2 separate regions of the Callithrix jacchus genome follow, and region 1 is linked to region 2. Evidence: chromatin contacts called from public Hi-C data. All regions are on one chromosome and are shown on one strand. Each heading gives the region's core, a stretch centred on a gene start, on an enhancer-like site or on the middle of the called end of the contact. The rest is flanking DNA. Distances are from core to core; before and after follow the strand shown.

Region 1 (6,505 bases), core at 1,583-4,082, 230 kb after region 2:
AGTTGTGACAGTCACTGCATTGCTTGCTTTCCAGAAACCAAATTAGGAGATAGAGCTGGTTCCTGCATCCTAAGGTTCTTGCTTTCTCTGTCTTCTGAGGCTGTTTTCCCTCTGCTGCTTTTGGAGAATGAGGGGAAGCCATATTCCAGTGACTTGCAATCCATGCTGTTCTCAGCTTTTGAGTTTAAAACCTGGGATCCTCAGCCTTTAACTTAGAGGTTGCTTGCTTGCCCTCCAAATGTCGTTTCTGAGGGGCCAGCTAGCCCGTGCAGAACCAGCACTAATGTGGACAGCAGCAGACAGGGCAAGCCTCTAGTGTACCGCGGTGCTTCCTACAAAGACGCAAAGTGTGCTCTGAGCCACAGATGGGCAAACTCTGGTGCTTTCCTTCATCTCCCATGAACTCAAGGGTTTTCCAGGTGTAGCCAACAGTTGTCACATCACACAGACTGAGTTTCTGCTAAGACTGGTGGTTGACATAGGACCCAACCCATGAAAGCTGGAAGGCAGCAAGCATTTGCTAAGGCCGCCCGCTCCAGGCAATCGTTCTGCTGGCCAAGAAGTAAACTATTTTGAGCATTACAATGGAGGAAATCCGGTCAACCAAGTGCAGAGTTCAGACTTCACTAAGGGCTTGTTTTTCTTCAGCATTTACTTGAAGATTAACGTAGAATGACAGGCTGTCCCACCAACAGCTCTGCCTTGCACTGTGGTCATCAACTTTCCTCAAATCAAAAATAGGCAGGTACAGGTAGTGGGCTCACAACGTTTGACCTCGACTGGTTTTTCTAAGTTATTTTGTGTATTTTTCAGCAGCAAAACCAAACTGGGTCTTCAGCTTTATTCCCATTTCTGGCAAGGGAAGAGCCTTTATACAATTGGACGCATTTTGGTTTTTCCTCACTGAGAATTCTAATCCTCTTTTGTATTGTTTTTACAATAATTTGTAAACATATTTATTTTTACCTGCCTTTTTTTTTTTTTAACTTTTCAGGTCAAGTTTTTTATACTGCACTTGTCAAAATAAAGATTCTCACATATGCTGGTTATCTCTGAACTACTACTTTGTACTTAATGAAAGCTAGCTCTTTATTCCAGTTTCAAAGGAGGGACTTTAATATTAGAGTTTTGTTGGGGGGACCCAAGACTGGGCAACATGTCCATTCTGGTAACTGTACACTCATGGGGGCTTCACTTTCAGTGTAGAGGGTCTTTGGTGAAATAACTGGCAGATGAATGAGCCCTTGCTAAGGCTAAAAACCAAAGCTTGTTTCCTCTTGGAGCAAGTGTTTTAGCTGACAAGATGTAAGACTCCGGCCACTCTAAGACAAAAGCAGAGTTACAACTTCCTTCCCTATCAATCAAACAGGTAATAAAATAGAGTGACACCAGCAGCCCTCTCATCCCATTTATTAAAGAAACAGTAAGAAAAGATACAATGCAAGAAAACCACCAACCATCCTTTCACATCAGGCTGAACAAAGCACAGTGACTTATTCCCTTAATTCCCTCACCCCCACCCCAATTCCCATATTCCCACCCACATCAATTTAAATTTTTGAGGTTCTTTGATTGGGAGTACCAGTAAGGAGGGAGTTGGATGAGTAGAGGAGCCTTAAATCTGGCCACCTCTAAGTCCCAGGAAGAGAGGTGCAGACCCAGTCAGTCAAGCAGAAACTGCATTCGGTGGGTCTTTGAAGTGGTTGTCCATCTCCCTGTTCTGTGTCCAAGCCCCCAGGGAAAGGTATGGCAGTAGAGGATGACCAGGTCCAAGCTGCCCAGGTCAGAGCTATAGAAGCATGATCCATTCACCAACACCACGTTTCTAGAGAGCAGTGAGCTGATTCTCCAATGGTGAGCAGGGTACTACATGTGAACTGGGACCTGCAGGCCAATGTATCCCTGAGGAAAAGTCCACAAGAACAATTCAAGAAACTAGTAGGAAACAGGCAGAAAGCTGCGGGACGAAAGCACGGAAGGCTTCTGGGAGCTGGAGATCCTTTTCTCAAGGCCAGGACTATTCCCACCTGCCACAGTTCACATGCCACAAACAACATCTCACCTTCAGTCAAGAAAAACGCAGAAGAAAAAGATAGCTCATTTGAACTTGAGCCCCAGCTATGTTCTTCAGACTGCAGCTCCACAACTACCCTTTTACCTAAGAGACAGCCCCTGCCAAGAACCACAGTGCCTAGAAACCAAGGTGGTCCTGGAGGGAAAATGATGTTTAAGGGGGTAACATTCCATTTGGGTATATTGCAGCCATTGGACCCCCTGGTCTGGGGAAAGCAGCTGGGTTTGTGCCAGGGAGGCTCCCCACTCTGGGAAATGGGACAAAACTCTTGCCTGCAGGGCCATTCATCCTTGGAAAGGAAGCTGGGTTGAGACCCAGGGTCCCAGTTGGCCTTGCAAAAGGAGCTGGGTTGATACCCATAGGGCCTGCTGGAGAAGAGCCCAGGTGCCCAGCAGCTGACCTGGGGAAAGCAACTTGACCAGAGCCTAATGGACCAGTAGACCTTGGGAAGGTAGTTGGACTTGGACCCTGCAGGCCAGCAGCCCTTGGGAAGTTAGCTGGGCTGGAGCCAAGTGGCCCAGAGGCTCTTGGGAAAACTGTTGGATTTGAGCCCTGGAGGCCAGCAGACCTTTGGAAGGTAGCTGGGTTTGATGCCAATGGGCCAGAAGATTGAGAGAAGGCAGATGAACCCACTCCCCTGGGAAACGGATTGGCATTTACCCCCATGGGGCCACTTGGCCTTGAGAAATGAGCCGAATTAGGGCCTATGGGGACAGGAGCCCTTGACATGGGAGATGGGTTTGGCCCTGTAAGGCCAATTCCCCGAGAGCCAGGACCTGAGTTTGGGCCCATCGGGGCAGGTACTCTTGCCATGGAAGATGGGCTTGGGCCCATGTTTCCAGAAGCCTGTGTGAACGAAGCCGAATTTGCTCCTAAAAGACCTGCTGCTCTAAGAATGGGGGCAAGATCGAGGCCTTGAGGTCCAGCCATTCTTAAGTTAAGACCTGATCCTGTGCCCAAGAGGCCACCTGCTCTGGCATCTAGATTAGGGCTTGGGCCCAGGCCACTTGGTCTTGGGTTGGGCCCAAGGCCTGGGCCTGTAAACACACCTGACCTGGGGGCAGGGTTTGACCCTAAAAAGCCTGATCTCAGATTGGGGTTTGATCCTGGGCCCAGGCCAACTGGTCTAGGATTGGGAGGACCATTCCCAGAGCTCAACACAACACCTGCTCTCAGGTTAGGTCCAGATCCGGGGCCCATGGGACCACCACTTCTGGGGTCAGGACCTGCTCCCAGGAGACCACCTGCTCTTGGGTTGGACATAGGACCTGATCCTGGGAGACCCCCTAACCTGGGGTTAGACAGAGGCCCTGGGACTGGAAGACCCCCTGTCCTAGGGTTTACCACAGGGCCTGGGCCAGGGGCTGGCCCCAAGAGGCCACCAGGCCTTGGGAAAGAAACTGCACCTGTGCCTGTGGGATTCATCCCTCTTGGAAAAGAAGCCATGCTTGGGTCACGAGTACCAGCCGGGAAAGGTGCTGGATTTGAAGCCAGTGAGCCTGATGAAGCTGGAAAAGGAGATGGGTTCCTTGGAAATGGGGCCAGATTTCCACCAAGAGAACCGGCCGCCATAAGGAAGGGATCTGAGTTCACACCCAGTGGGTGGCCTGCGTTCAGAACAGGACCTCCCTGTGGTCCCAGGGAACCGTTGAGCCGTCCTCGAGGTGGCAGTGGAGCACGAGTCCAAGGAGTTGGCCGCTCTCTAGGGAATATCCGAGGTTCTTTCATACTTTCTTGGGGACGTTGGTGATAATGGGCTTCGGACGGATTTTGAAAAGGATCTTGTCTTTGATGAGTGCTGTCACCAGATACCGGGTGCCAGTTTCATGGCGAAGCTCATCGCAATCCTGATCCCCAGGAGTGTGTTTGACAAGGACTGCAAAAGGTTTCTCCAGGTGGATGATTTTCCCATACAGGATATGATGCCCCACAATCAGCACAGGGATTCCCTTTGGCAGAACAAGAACAAGATTCCTGAGGTTCAGGACAAGGCCATAACACTCAGGTGCCTCCTAAAGCTGCTCTTGGCAGGCTATGCCAGCACCTCCACTCCCTGGTCTAGCTCTGCCATTGCTGAGCAGCCACACTGGACCACCCACCCATGTGCCCTTTTTACTCTTTCTAGCCCCACATAAGAGTATTTCCACTTTCAGAAAAGTGAGCTTTCTAGATTCCCCAAAATTAAATTTCCCTGCTACTGTAGAGGTAGGGGGAGAACAAGCAGAGAGCATCGCAGATTAGCTAGACCCTGAATAACAAACCTGAGGCAGTCCTCACTCTGGGTCCTGGGAGCACCACCTTGGTGTAGCTTGCTTTCCTGAGGCATTAGGCAGGGAAAGAAAAGCCCCCTCACCTCAGTGGTGTAATGTAGGTCTCCCAGGAGGTTTCCAGCTAATCCAGTGCTGTAGCGAGCCTCGATCTCCCCCTGTAGCTCCATCAGCACCCATTCTGCCAGGCCTCCAGCCCTCGCACTGCAAGCAAAGGGCTGGCGGTTACAATATTTTTGAGGGGTGAAGGATGAATAGTGTCCTACACCACCATTCAAGGTCCAAAAGACCTCTTTGTTGGACATAAATTCTTGGGAAATTGGGCAGTGCTAGGCACTGAACTAGAGATGAGAATGCAAGGATTTGTGCAAGATGCACCTAAGGACCCTGATTCTTCCAAAAACATCTCACACCTCTATAGCCCGCATCATTTCAAGCCAAATTTTAAAATCTCAAAATGTGCTCACCTGGAAATAACAATTTGCACCATGAGCTTTCTGTCTTTAAATATCAAGTGAAAACAAGCTGTAGAGAAAAAAGATAAAGAGATTTAGGGTAATAATAATGACAACTAATTATTTTTTTCTTCCCTAAGATGGAGTCTTGCACTGTTGCCTGGGCTGGAGTGCAGTGGTGCAATCTCAGCTCACTGCAACCTTCGCCTCCTGGGTTCAAGCGATTCTCCTGCCTCAGTCTCCTGAGTCACTGGGATTACAGGTATCTGCCACCATGCCCAGCTAATTTTTTGTATTTTTAGTGGAGATGGGGTTTTACCATGTTGGCCTGGCTGGTCTTACTCCTGACCATGTGATCTGCCCGCCTTGGCCTCCCAAAGTGCTGGAATTACAGGTGTGAGACACCATGCCCAGCTGACAACTAATATTTATTACTGTGTGCTTTTCTAAGTGGTTTAGATACATTTTATCTTGTTCCTCTGACAATGCCATAAATGGAAGTATTCCCAATACAGTAAACATGAGATAAGGTTGCTTAAGATCACCAGTGGTCAACTGTATGTGCAAAAGTAATCAAGATCACATAGCTACTAAGAAAAAGATTATATGAACCTAAGACACAGATTGCCAAGACCATACTCTTGATCACTATGCTAATGTGCCTTTCTCAAGGATTTTTTTTTTAAGAGTCTCTCTTTGTCACCAGATCTGGAGTGCAGTGGCACTATCTCACCTTGCTGCAACCTCTGTCTCCCGGGTTCAAGCAATTCTCCTGCCTCAGCCTCCTGCGCTGGGACTACAGGCAGGCGCCACCGTGCCCAGCCAGTTTTTGTAATTTTAGTAGAGATAGGGTTTCACCATGTTGGCCAGAATGGTCTTGATATCTTGACCTCATGATCCTATCACCTCAGTCTCCCAAAGTGCTGGGATTACAGGTGTGAGCCACCATGCCCAGTCTCTTTTTTATCTTCTTTTGAGACAGGGTCCCACTCTGTCGCCCAAGCTGGAGTGCAGTAGCAAGATCACAGCTCACTGAAGCTTTTACTTCCTGGGCTTAAGTGATCCTCCCACCTTGGCTTCTCAAAGTGTTGGGATTACAGGCATGAGTCACTGTGTCCAGCCTAGAGTAGTCTATTTCCTACTATGTTTCTAAAAAAAAAAAAAAAAGCCTATGGAATTTAAGATTTTACTTTTTCTTTGGTAATGATACAAGCTTCAAGTTTACCTCCTTGGTTATCAAGGTTCAAAGGGTCTCCCTTTAAAAATAAAGTCAAAGGGGCCAGGCATGGTGGCTCAGGCCTATAATCCCAGCACTTTGGGAGGCTGAGGTGGTTGAATCACTTGAGGTCAGGAGATTGAGACCAGCCTGGCAAACACGGTGAAACCCGGTCTCTACTAAAAATACACAAATTAGCCAGGCATGGTGGCAGACCCCAATAATCCCAGCTAATCAGGAGGCTGAGGTAGAACTGCCTGGCCAGGTGCGGTGGCGTGTACCTGTAGTCCCAGCTACCCAGAAGGCTGAGGTGGGAGGATCACTTGAGCCTAGGAGTTCTGGGCTGTAGGGCACTATGCCAATCGGGTGTCCGCACTAAGTTCGGCATCAATATGGTAACCTCCCGGGAGCGGGGGACCACCAGGTTGCCTAAGGAGGGGTGAATCGACCCAGGTCAGAAATGGAACAGGTCAAAAACTCCCATGCTAATCAG
Region 2 (6,347 bases), core at 1,293-3,792:
GGGCGAGATACTGCTTAAGACACTGAGCCCTGGCCAGGCATGGTGGCTCACACCTGTAATCCCAGCACTTTGGGAGGCTGAGGTGGGAGGATCACAAGGTCAGGAGTTCCAGACCAGCCTGGCCAACGTGGTAAAACTTCATCTACTAAAAATACAAAAATTATCTGGGCGTGATGGCACATGCCTGTAATCCCAGCTACTTGGGAGGCTGAGGCAGGAAAATTGCTTGAACCTGGGAGGCAGAGGTTGCAGTGAGCCGAGATCACACCACTGCACTCCAACCTGGGCAACAAGAGTGAAACTCCCTCTTGAAAAAAAAGACACTGAGCCCTGCTAGGTATCTGGTATGTGATTCTCATTGCTCTGGCCAGGCAGTCATGGGATTATTCTTCACCATTTCGTTTTCCTTAGGTGTACGTGGTTGGGAATGAACCTTTAACAGTTTTGATGGATTCTCTGCTTCCAGTCCTGGGAGTGCTTTTTCTTCTCTACTGTTTTACTAAGCAGAGTGTATCTCACATAAGGTAAACAATCAAGAGACCCTTATTTGTTTATAAATAGAATCTTATTTGTTTATAAATTGTGACACCTTTTTTGCATGTTGTTTTTGTTCTTATTTTGAATATAAGACTTTGCCACTTTGAAATTACCATTTTCTTTCAAAGTCAGGAAAACACTGGGATCTTCCTATTTTGCTCATCTAGAAAAGAAAGAGAATTTTACAGATCCCAGAGCATTGGATACAGTTTTTAGAATGACTTTCCTCAGCCTCTGTCCTGGATCTCAAAGACAAAATCTCTGTTTACATGTATAGACATGCCACTTTTTGATCAGTGAGAAATGCTACGATAACTTGTCTAGGAAGGAGGAAATAGGGGATGGATCATAATGACCTTGTGGGGAGTTAGAAAACAAGTTGGGAAATCTAGATCTGAATGTGGCACTTTGTAATTTAGCCTGGGATTTGGTGTTGGTGATGCAGTGTGTTGTTTGGAAAGAAGGGATTCCTTAGTCATCTAGAAAATACTGCTTTGTCATAGTATTTAAGTAGGATTCATTTTGTATCAGCTCCATTTTCACAGTAATTTATGTTGTTTCTTCCTCCAGGCAAGAGTTATTCTGTCTCAAGTCATACAGAATTATGATTTTTGGGGTTTGGTGATCCCCGCATGTAATCCGATATACGATATACGATAATAGTACCTTCTTCACAGAGTTATTGTGAAGACTAAATATGCACTAATGTGTTTAGCACAGTCCCCTGCAAATAGTAAGCTCAGTAAATGGTAGCTATCATTATCACCATTGCTAAGTGGTGGAGGAAACACCATCTTTTGTACTATTCAAAGCTTACATAATGTTCTCGGCTCTTCAGCTTGGGTCAGCACACCGTTGTAGCCCACAGCCACAATGGCAATGACGAGAGAATGCATTGAAGAGGGAGACTGTGCATCTGTGAACTTGGTTTCAAGGGACAGTCCACAAAATAACTCTCGTTTTTGTTTTTTTTGAGACAGAGTCTCACTCTGTCACCCAGACTTGGGGCAGTGGTGTGATCTCAGCTCACTGCAATCTCCGCCCCCTGGGTTCAAGTTATTTTCCTGCCTCAGCCTCCTGGGTAGCTGGGATTACAGGCATCTACCATCATGCCAGGCTAGGATTTTTGTTTGTTGGTTGGTTGGTTTTTTTTTTGAGCAGAGTCTCAGTCTGACACCCAGGCTGGAGTGCAATGGCTTGATCTCGGTTTACTGCAACCTCCACCTCCCAGGTTCAAGCAATTCTCCTGCCTCAGCCTCCCGAGTAGCTGGGATTACAGGTGCCCACCACCACACCCAGCCAATTTGTTGTATTTTTAGTAGAGATGGGGTTTCACCATGGTGGCCAGGATGGTCTCAATCTCTTGATGTCGTGACCCGTCTACCAAAGTGCTAGGATTATAGGCATGAGCAACTGCTCCTGGCCAGTTTTTGTGTTTTTAGTAGAGATGGGGTTTTACCATGTTGGCCAGGCTGATATTGAACACCTGACCTCAGGTGATTAACCTGCCTCAGCCTCCCAAAATGTTGGGATTACAGGTGTGAGCCACTGCACCAGGCCTCTTGTTTTTGTTTTAAAACCCAAGTTCTCACAGCACTGTCGTGTTCTCATCAGAGACTGACAAGGAACGTGTGAACATTGGTTTAGTTCCTCTCCTAGTTGACTGGCACAGATGAAAGGGGTTAAGGAATCAGTGATATTTTGTTGATATGCTGCTTCTTCGTGTCCAGCTATTAGTCCTGCTGAGAGTAGATGATTTTTATCCGTGTATACTTTCTCTGACAGTGCCTGATGCAAAGGCAGTAATACACTTGGAATTACCAAAAAAGAAAAAGAAATTACGCGGGGCTCATGTAGCATATCAGGGTTGCTTCCAGAGCCAAGGATTAGTCAGTCATTGAATTTCAGGATATTTGCATTCTGAAATTCGCAAGAGGCATACTTTCCTCTCCTTCATTTCAGCAGTACTGGGAAATTGTGCCAGCATTTAGAATGCAGTGGAACCTGACAGCCTTTCTTTCTTTTTTTATGTTAGCTTGTTAGATGCATGGAGTAAGATGACAAGCTCATTCATAACTGCTTTTTCTGCCAGGTCACTTTGCCAAGAGATCTTATTATGGATTCTGGGGAAGCTGGAAAGGAAGAAGGCAATTGCCAGCCTGAAAGGATTTGCAGGGTTGGACAAAGCTGTGCCCTCTCTCCATTCTCTGTGTCAGTTTAGAGTCGCCACTCAAGGTGGCATTATGATTACCATCAAAGAGGCCATTAGGTGAGTCCACCCATCCATTGCTGTCTCTCTTCAGATTTAATTTTGCCCAAAAGGCCATTCAGTGATTCAACCACTAAGGGGTGCTAATAGAAAAGAAACCAGAAACTCGTGTCGCTGAGGTGCCTGCTATTTATATTCTCTAAATGAAATATGAGCCTTAAATAGTCCTCCAGGTTTTTTTCCAAGGTGCCTGCTAATAGTTGGTGCAATTTACTGGAGCCTTACAGCCCTGCATCACAACAAGCCCGCTTACTCCACCATCTTTGCCAGTTAATCAGAGTAAAGGACAGACACATTCACCATTAACACCATAATAATCCAGTTCTCTTTCTGACTCTCAAAATGGTATATGTGTGTGTTTATAGTCAGACTTATTCCTGAGGGAAATTGTCTAATAGCTATCTTTTATGCTAATTTTATGATGGAGATTTCTCATAGGTATTGATTAGAAAGTACTTAATAAATATTAGTGGAATGGATCATTTATTTCTCCAACATCTCACAATTGTATATTTTAAATTATTTCTACTTTCTGGATAATCTGATGTTATTACCTCAGAAAATAAATTCCTGTTGGTCATAGTCCATGTAATATTAATAGATGACAGCTATCCTGTTTGGATTTCACATCACATTCAGAGTGCTACTGTGTGTTGAGGTGTTGAAATATAATTATATATTCATAGTTAACTTGGTATAGTTTTAAAATACCTCTTCAGTTTGATGGACTTGAGGAAAATAGAAAAACGCATAGATTGCAAACAGAATTATCAGTATAAACTCAAACTGCTATTCTACCTAGCAACAGTTCTCAAGAAGATGTTTTTGGCCAGGCATAGTGGCTCACACCTGTAATCCCAGCACTTTATGAGGCTGAGGCAGGTGGATCACCTGAGGTTAGGAGTTTCAAACCAGCCTGGCCAACGTGGTGAAACCCCATCTCTATTAAAAATACAAAAATTAAGCTGGACACGGTGGCTCACACCTCTAATCCCAGCACTTTGGGAGGCCAAGGTGGGTGGATCATGAGGTCAAGAAATCGAGACCATTCTGACCAACATGGTGAAACCCCATCTCTACTTAAAAAAAAAAAATTAGCTGGGTGTAGTGGCGTGCGCCTGTAGTCCCAACTACTTGGGAGGCTGAGGCAGGAGAATGCTTGAACCCAGGAGGCAGAGATTGCAGTGAGCCGAGATTGCACCGCTGTACTCCAGCCTGGCACCTGACAACAGAACAAGACTCTGTCTTAAAAACACAAAAATACAAAAATTAGCCAGGCATGGTGGTGCATGCCTGTAGTGCTAGCTACTTGTGAGGCTGAGGCACAAGAATTGCTTGAACCATGAGGCGGAAGTTGCAGTGAGCTGGGATTGCACCACTGCACTCCAGCCGGGGTAACAGAATGAGACTGTCTCAAAAAAAAAAAAAAAAAAAAAAAAAAAAAAAAAAGAAGGGTCTGGCACAGTGGCTCATGCCTGTAATCCCAGCACTTTGGGAAGCCCAGGTGGGTGGATCACTTGAGGTCAAGAGTTTAAGACCACCCTGGCCAACATGGTTAAACCCCATCTCTACTAAAAATACAAAAATTACCCAGTTGTAGTGGCAGGCACCTGTAGTCCCAGCTACTCGGGAAGCTGAGGCAAGACTGTCACTTGAACCTGGGAGGTGGAGGTTGCGCTCCAGCCTGGGTGACAGAGCAAGACTCTGTCTTTAAAAAAAAAAAGAAGTTTCTTTAAAGAAACTCTATAAGAGCAGCTTGGATTTATGATCTTTAGATCTAGAGTTTTTACTTTTCTGGAATTAAATATAATTGTTCGGAATTTACTTTTTATTGTTGAAATTTTAAGAGTAGTACTTAAGAAAATTGTCCTGTGTTTTTGTTTTGTTTTTGAGGCTGAGTCTGGTTCTGTCACTCAAGCTGGAGTGCAGTGGCACAATCTTAGCTCACTGTAAGCTCCACCTCCTGGGTTCAAGCAATTCTCCTGCCTCAGCCTCCCAAGTAGGTGGGACTACAGGTACCCGCCACCACGCCCAGCTATTTTTTGTATTTTTAGTAGAGATGGGGTTTCACTGTGTTGGCCAGGCTGGTGTTGCACTCCTGATCTCGTGATCCACCTGCCTCAGCCTCCCAAAGTGCTGGGATTACAGGCGTGAGCCACCTCACTTGGCAACATCTGTCATTTTTTTTCTCAATTTAGTCTGAAAAAAATTTATTTCATTGGTCACAGAAATAACACATATTCTTTGTATAATGCAAAAAGCACATAAAGAGGAAAACAAAAGTCAACCAGTGTCTTATTTCCTGTTCACATTATATTAGCATTTTGCTTTTTAGTACCTCTTCAGTGCCTTTGTATTTGTTTACATGATGATGTGGAATTATAATATAGTATCTTGGGCTGGTTACGGTGGCTCATACTGGTAATTCCGGCACTTTGGGAGGCCAGGGTATAAGGACTCCTTGAGACCAGGAGTTTAAGACCAGCCTGGACAACATAGCAAGACTCCATTTTTAAAAAATATATAAAGTGTGTGTATGTGTGTGTGTGTGTGTGTGTGTGTAGTATCTTGGTCTCTTCACCTGTCAGAAGAATTAAAAACTAAAAGCTGTAGCACCTCATGAGAAAGTACAAAAATTTCTTGATCAGCCTGGGCAATATGACATGACCTGGTCTCTACCAAAAAATACAAAAATTAATTGGTCATGATGGTGCACCTCTGTAGTCCCAGCTGCTTGGGAGGCTGTAGCCAGATTTTGTAAGACCACCCTGGCCTTGGTAATCACATTCAACCTACTCATTTTTCTGAACCTTTATGCGTTTTCCTATTTCAGCTAACTGGTTCCTTTCAGTTGAGGTTGACTGCATGTCCGCCCGTGATGATCATGTCTTTCTGCTGCCCATAACCCTTCAGTGGCTCATCAGAAAAAAGTCAGAGTTTCTTTAAAAAAAATTAAATGAAAGTTGCCAGGAAAATTAAAATAAAATAAAAAAAGTCAGAGTTCCTTTGAATGACATCTAAGGCCCTCTGTGATCTAGCCTTACTTTGCAGCCATCTCTTTGTTTGTTTTTCTTCAGGACCTAGAATATCTGCATGTAACTTATATTTTAATTCCTCCTTGCTTTTGCAACTTCTGAAATAAGAGTAATTCTTCAACATCCGTTTTTTTTTTTGTTTGTTTTTTTTTTTAGAAATAAGATCTGCCAGGTGCAGTGGCTCACACCTGTAATCCTAACATTTTGGGAGGCAGAGGCGGGTGGATTGCCTGGGCTCAGGAGTTCGAAACCAGCCTGGGCAACAGGGCAAAACCCTGTCTCTACTAAAATACAAAAAATTAGCCAGGCATGGAGGTGTGCACCTGTGGTACTAGCTACTCAGGAAGCTGAGGCAGGAGAACTGCTTGAACCCAGGAGATGGAGGTTGCAGTGAGCTGAGATCATGTCACTGTACTCCAACCTGGGCAACAGATTGAGATTCCATCTCCAAAAAAAAAAGAACTGAGATTTTGCCATGTTGTCTATGTTGGCTGGAGTGCAGTGAC

Evidence for each region. A called contact is a pair of places that touch in the nucleus more often than the background predicts.
Region 1: a contact with region 2 is called in a Hi-C map of skeletal muscle, with 8 times the contacts expected there. The contact joins two enhancer-like sites. A contact is called at or near these places in 3 of 3 Hi-C or Micro-C datasets (induced pluripotent stem cells and skeletal muscle).

Annotation. Positions count from the first base shown.
Region 1 is chr20:26,666,604-26,673,108 of calJac240_pri, forward strand. CHTF8 (chromosome transmission fidelity factor 8) reads right to left here. Exons shown (of 4, transcript XM_078357586.1): 2 at 4,809-4,866; 3 at 4,428-4,545; 4 at 1,395-4,023. The coding sequence starts at 4,831. The coding sequence ends at 3,799. DERPC (DERPC proline and glycine rich nuclear protein) reads right to left here. Exons shown (of 2, transcript XM_078357585.1): 2 at 1,395-4,023. The coding sequence starts at 3,802. The coding sequence ends at 2,228. It overlaps HAS3 (hyaluronan synthase 3), which reads left to right. Exons shown (of 4, transcript XM_017966806.5): 4 at 1-1,049. Among named protein-coding and RNA genes, the nearest start is that of UTP4, 12 kb to the right of the region's middle. Within about 2 kb of position 2,833, at least 2 of the 16 cell types and tissues checked have an H3K27ac peak or open chromatin away from gene starts, as enhancers often do.
Region 2 is chr20:26,440,644-26,446,990 of calJac240_pri, forward strand. It overlaps TANGO6 (transport and golgi organization 6 homolog), which reads left to right. Exons shown (of 16, transcript XM_078357577.1): 6 at 412-524; 7 at 2,630-2,806. Among named protein-coding and RNA genes, the nearest start is that of TANGO6, 65 kb to the left of the region's middle. Within about 2 kb of position 2,543, at least 3 of the 16 cell types and tissues checked have an H3K27ac peak or open chromatin away from gene starts, as enhancers often do.